Regions from separate parts of the Sus scrofa genome. Here region 2 is linked to region 1. Evidence: chromatin contacts called from public HiChIP or PLAC-seq data. All regions are on one chromosome and are shown on one strand. Each heading gives the region's core, a stretch centred on a gene start, on an enhancer-like site or on the middle of the called end of the contact. The rest is flanking DNA. Distances are from core to core; before and after follow the strand shown.

What was found. HiChIP or PLAC-seq counts read pairs in DNA pulled down with a chosen protein or histone mark.
Region 2: a contact with region 1 is called in an H3K27ac HiChIP or PLAC-seq map of skeletal muscle, with 7 times the contacts expected there. The contact joins two enhancer-like sites. A contact is called at or near these places in 1 of 5 promoter capture datasets (fetal liver) and 2 of 2 datasets of contacts at active chromatin or transcription factors (alveolar macrophages and skeletal muscle).

The regions. Positions count from the first base shown.
Region 1 is chr10:52,575,217-52,577,858 of Sscrofa11.1, forward strand. No RefSeq gene overlaps it. Among named protein-coding and RNA genes, the nearest start is that of SPAG6, 4.6 kb to the left of the region's middle. Within about 2 kb of position 1,340, at least 56 of the 83 cell types and tissues checked have an H3K27ac peak or open chromatin away from gene starts, as enhancers often do. A contact at or near this core is called in skeletal muscle, where this site is marked.
Region 2 is chr10:52,873,176-52,875,817 of Sscrofa11.1, forward strand. All of the region lies in intron 1 of DNAJC1 (dnaJ homolog subfamily C member 1), which reads left to right. Among named protein-coding and RNA genes, the nearest start is that of DNAJC1, 12 kb to the left of the region's middle. Within about 2 kb of position 1,311, at least 4 of the 83 cell types and tissues checked have an H3K27ac peak or open chromatin away from gene starts, as enhancers often do. A contact at or near this core is called in skeletal muscle, where this site is marked.

The DNA.
Region 1 (2,642 bases), core at 90-2,589:
GCCTCAGGATTTTACATTTAGGTTTCAGCAGACCAACCAATTGTGCCATCAAGTTTGTCAGCAGAGCAAAAGAGACTTGGACACTTCCATCTAGGAGGTGAAGGTTAACATTTCTATACTGGTGTTGTGTTTGTGCCCTGTTACCAATTCTTTGCTTTTCAAGCCTTTTAAAGTCAACTCCTTATATTTAAAGTTTTTATTTACTTTGTGTTAAGGCCAATAAAATGTTAAAATGACAGTGATTTTGCTAGCCCCAAAGTTCTAAAAATATGCCTGTACATTGCTTCCTTTTCCAGTAATTCAGTGGATGCAGAGACTGAACTTATCTTTTCCACTACCAAAGTGAATCTGATTAGGGGATCCCGCACACAAATGATTTCACCTCCAAAGGCACCATATAGCACAAAATGATTGATATAAAAATTGATGCTTCTAATGTAGAATTCTGAAATGCAGCATAACGCTTTCTAGGGCAGTGGGACATGCATAAAAATCAAATTATTGCTGCTTGGTGTGCGTGTTGTGTGTGCGAATGTTATGGGAATACTTTCTTTTTAAGGACTTACATGAGTTTTCCTTTAAATTTGTACTCAAACCCCGCACTATCAGATACTCTCTAGGCGCCCTGCTATAGAAGTCTGTCAACTACTCCCTCTGAACACCTCCAAGTCGCCCACCTCTTTAAAATCTTGACCTTGTTGGATTTGTCTCAGCCAAAGTCGGTACTATCCCTTTCCCATCTTTTTATTAGTACAGGGCACAAGAGACAAAAGATGGAAGGTGTCACATAGGGGAAAACAACAAAAAAACACCGAAGCACACCAATCCCGCATCCGGGCTGAGACCCGAGAGGACAGGCCCCACGCATCCTTCAGGTGCGGGTCCCGCCAGGGTTGCGCCGCGGCTCCGCGAGCCCCAAACGGAAGGTTCTGGGCCGACGCGCAGAATGGGAGCGGGGTCTACGGCTCGACGGCGCTGGCGCTGGCAGACAGCTGCGTTCAGCGTGGAGGGGGTGTTGGGGCCCCGGGAGAAGGGAAGAACGTGATGCTCCAGCGGTGTCCTCGGCTCTTTAGGCCAAAGTTTCTCAAACCCCAACGGGCACCTCCGCGGTCTCCGCGCAGTTCTAAACGCCGAGGGAGGGCGGGAATCAGCTGGGGCTGGGGTCAGGCCATCTTACCCATTAGAAACCCGCAAGACCCCCGCAGGGGGTCGTAAAGGTGGGCCGAAAAGGGGGCGCGGAGATAGCAGGTTTGGGAGCGCGGACCAGAGGCAGAGGCGGGGGCGCGCGGCCCGAGGGCGCGAGTGCGGAAGCGCGGCGCAGGCTCGGAGCCGGCGGCCTCCCTCCCGCGGGGCCTGGCGGGGAGTTGGGGCGGGGGGGTGCGCTGGCCGGCGGGCGCTGGCGAGGGGGGAGGTCCTACTCTCCCGCTTGCTCTCAGCCCCGCCGGACACAGGCCTGGGGATCAGTAGGGGAGGGGTCGTGCATCCCGCAGCCAGCGTCTGCTGGGGGTGGGCTGCAAGATGAAGAAGGCCTCTGTCCTTTCGGTTTGCTTCCCTCGGCCAGGCCTCCGGCAAGCACCGCACGGCTGCGCGGGCTCTCGCCGAGAAGTCCCGGCCCAAGCCTCCCCGCGGCGCAGCGGACTCGTGGACCTGGGAATGGTGCGGCCAACTGGCAGGGGCAAGCCCAGAGCGGGCGGAGACCGGAACCCCGGGAGCAAAGGCCCCGCAGTGCTGAGCAGCCAGAAAAGCTCGCGGCTGCCGCTCGGGTCGGCCCAGCTTCCCCTGGGCTGTCTCCTCCCCCCGGGACTTAAAAGCCCAGTTGGTGGCGGGGGGCCGCGGGAGGCGGCGCAGTCAGACTTTCTTGGCTGGGAGCGGGGTGTGGGAATCCTACACTATCTTACATCAGCCAGCTACCTAGACCCCGAGGCTCAGGCTGGATCCCCGAGGGGGTGTGAGGAGCCCAAAGCTTTTACTTTAAAAAAAAAAAAAAAAAAAAAAAAAAAATCCAAAAAAACTGCATCTCACTGCGCATGTGCGAGCCTCGATTTTTTTTTATTTTTGACGTCATTTCGCTACATCAAGTCCTAAGCCAAAACTTCTTGCTCATTGATTGCTCTGAAAAATAATTGACCGTATGCTGACTCCTAAGAAATACTTCAAAAATACAGAGAGAAAGTATTCAAGGTTTTTGCTTTCACAAAGATAGCACAGATAGTCTATCCACCCTGTCCGTCGGTTTCCCCTCAGAGTTTTAGAGGGAGCTCCGCTAAAACGTAGGTTAGATTAGGAAGACGCAGTGGCACAACTCTCCATCCTTTAAGTGGAGATATTTGCATCCTCCTTAATCCAAGTAAGCTATACAACACAACTCTTGTCATCCTATTTTTGGAGATTTCAGAGTAAATATCTGAATAGTGCTAATGCTGAACTACTTTCTCTCCTACTCCAAAGTTGCCTCATCTTTATTTTTTAAAGTGAATAAAGGTTAATAACTACCTATATGAAGAAAATGCTAATGTCTTTCCCATCAGTAAGACAGGAAATGAATTGTAAAGAAATGCTTTTTATTCTAGGAGTGTCTTTTTCCCCCCCTGGTGAAATTATACATAATTGCTTATTTTAATTGTAACTCAAGAGTAAAGGTC
Region 2 (2,642 bases), core at 61-2,560, 300 kb after region 1:
TTCCACTTTGTCAGGGGTGCAGTTTGTAGGTTTTATTTTTGTGTTTTAACTCATTGTGGTTTTGTGGTTTTGCTTTGTTATTTAGATTGTTACAACTGTGCTAGAGATCATCTGCCTAGTTAGTCTTCTGTGCATTTTGTCCATTCTTTTCTTTGGCTTGTAACATCTGTTAGTGTAGTCCATGCTGCTCTTATCAAGACAATGGTTCTGAACAACCAGGAGAGAGGCCTCTCTGCCGAGGGTGTTTTCAGGTAATCACCTTAATCCAAATTGCCATTTACTTTTGCTGACTTGCATGTTATATTTTATAATTCTAACTTAATATGTTAGGTCTTCAATGATGATTTGACCAAGATATCACCAGAGTTCCTACTTTGTGATTTTAACTTTGAGGCTACCTGTTCTCCCTATTTGTTCTGAAACTTGTTCATAAAATCTATTACTAGCTAGGAAATATTCACTGAATTCTCTACTGTCATTTATTTTATATCTCTTATTATATAATTTAAAAAAGAGACTTCCAGGTGTAGTTCTACTTGCATGCCAGTCTTTTGGCCCTTTGTAATATCAATCAGGAATTCTAGTCACCCTTTTTCACTTGCCACCTCTGCTACCTCCATTTGACTCCTGAAAGTACTGCTTTTCTTTGGTTTGATTAATTAATTGCTGATATTTTTGCCTTTGCCTTTTGTAATTTCATAAGCAGATAAGGAAAAGGAGTAGATCTTCATATTGGTGGTTCTTGTACCTAACTATTACTGTTTTAAATTGTCTGGTTAAAAACTATACTGAGAGGAAAAAAATTAAAACTTTAAAGAACTTATATAGAATCTCAAAGTTGGAAGCAACCTCACTAATATCTAACCTATTTCCTCATGTGGGAACCTCTTCTGTAGCCATCCCAGAAGATGGTCCTCCAGTCTGTTTTATTCATGCCTAACAAGGAGGGGATTATGAAAACAACCTGTTAAATTTTGGTAAAAGTAATCTTTTTCTTATGTAGAGCCAAAAATCATTCTTATACCTATTTCCAACTTTATTTGTAGTCTTCTTCTGTAGTATTCCTGAATATATATTCTCTCTGAGTTATTTTTCTGAAATGCCTTAAAATGCACATGGGAAATAATTATTGATTCTCTCCACAACAGTAGTTATTAAAAACAACAACAACCCACAGTTCTTTGTAAAGCATTTATACCTCAATAAAGGTGTTTTTTGTTTGTTTGTTTTAAATACGGCAAGCTGAAAAGCCTACTTGCTTTTATGGTCTTTAGATATGTGTTCAGTTCTCCTAGAAAAGACCCAAGCCACCCTAGTTAACAGTTGTCTTGGAACTACACCAAGCATGATTTGAGGTTACTATAAATAATTCCCTGGGCTCAGCAAAGTCAGCAACAGGAAATTTTTGAACTTTGAAAAAATAAGATGTTTTGGGGTATGCCAACTTTGATAATATGGCCATAGGATTAATTAATACTGTACACAGAAGTTATTATAGACTCTTAAGCAAAACCTGTGTGTTTAGCTGTGCCAGGTTGTGTGTCTGATTCAAGCCATGTTTTAGATTTCAAGATTTTTATGAAGAATTGCACATAGGTAGTTAAAGTGAAGGTAATTTCTCTTTCATAATTAAAATGTTATGTTTCTTTAGGTAGAATTTTGGTTTTCAGATTCATCTTGATTGGGTGTTTCTCTGTCCTTTTTATTCACCCCTCCCTAGGGGCTTTACAGTGGCTTTTACTCCTTTCCCTGAGACACCTAGACTAGGAGTAGGTCTTATATAGGCAGCTTAGGGCTCCCTCCTGAGGTTATATTGAGGCCATTGCAGATCCAGATACCAAGCCTGCAGGTTGCTTGGCCTGGTTTCAGCTGTTGGGGTAAAACTATGGCCTCTTAACATTTCAGATACTTGGTATTTTATAACCTGTAGCCTCGGGCAATGGCCTTCTCACTTTTTACATTTTTTTTTCCACAGGTGGTAGAGTCCCACTTCAGCCCTTGGTTTCCAGCATCAAGCCTGGCTCTGATCCCAGGCCTTTTGTAAAGTACTTTTAGTCCTCATTACTCTGTGGGAGTCAAACTCCGAATTTCTTCTGCCTACTTATAGGTGTGGAGTCTGGGCTCTAGCTTGAGCTCTGTTTGTTGCTACGTGCTTCCATTTGTTTTTGTCTACGGAGATACTTAACTGGTTTTGATCATGATGTTTATAATTTTCTCTCTTTAATTTTTATCACTGGTATACATTTGGAGTAGGGTTTGAGAGGAAGTCCCTCAAGTGCTTGCAGTGCTTTTGACTTCAGAATATTTTTAAAAGCTGTACTTCTTTTATACTATTATTTTTAATACCATTTTTCTACTATCTAAGAACCTTTTACTATTTATCATCCAGAAGTATAGTCAGGCCTCTTATTCACAGCAGTATAAGAGGCTCTTACTTAGACATCAAAGGGAAGAGTAAATCATTCAGTCCCTGTTCCTATCTGTCCACTATTCTCAGACTTGATCCAAGTCTGGGTGCTAAAACAGGCAAGTGACTTTCCTAAAATAATCAGATCCCTCAGGTTTTGAATAATAAGTAGATCCATTACCTCAGAGTAACATATATTTGGCCCTGTCATTGGTGATGTCCAAAGGAGAGTCTT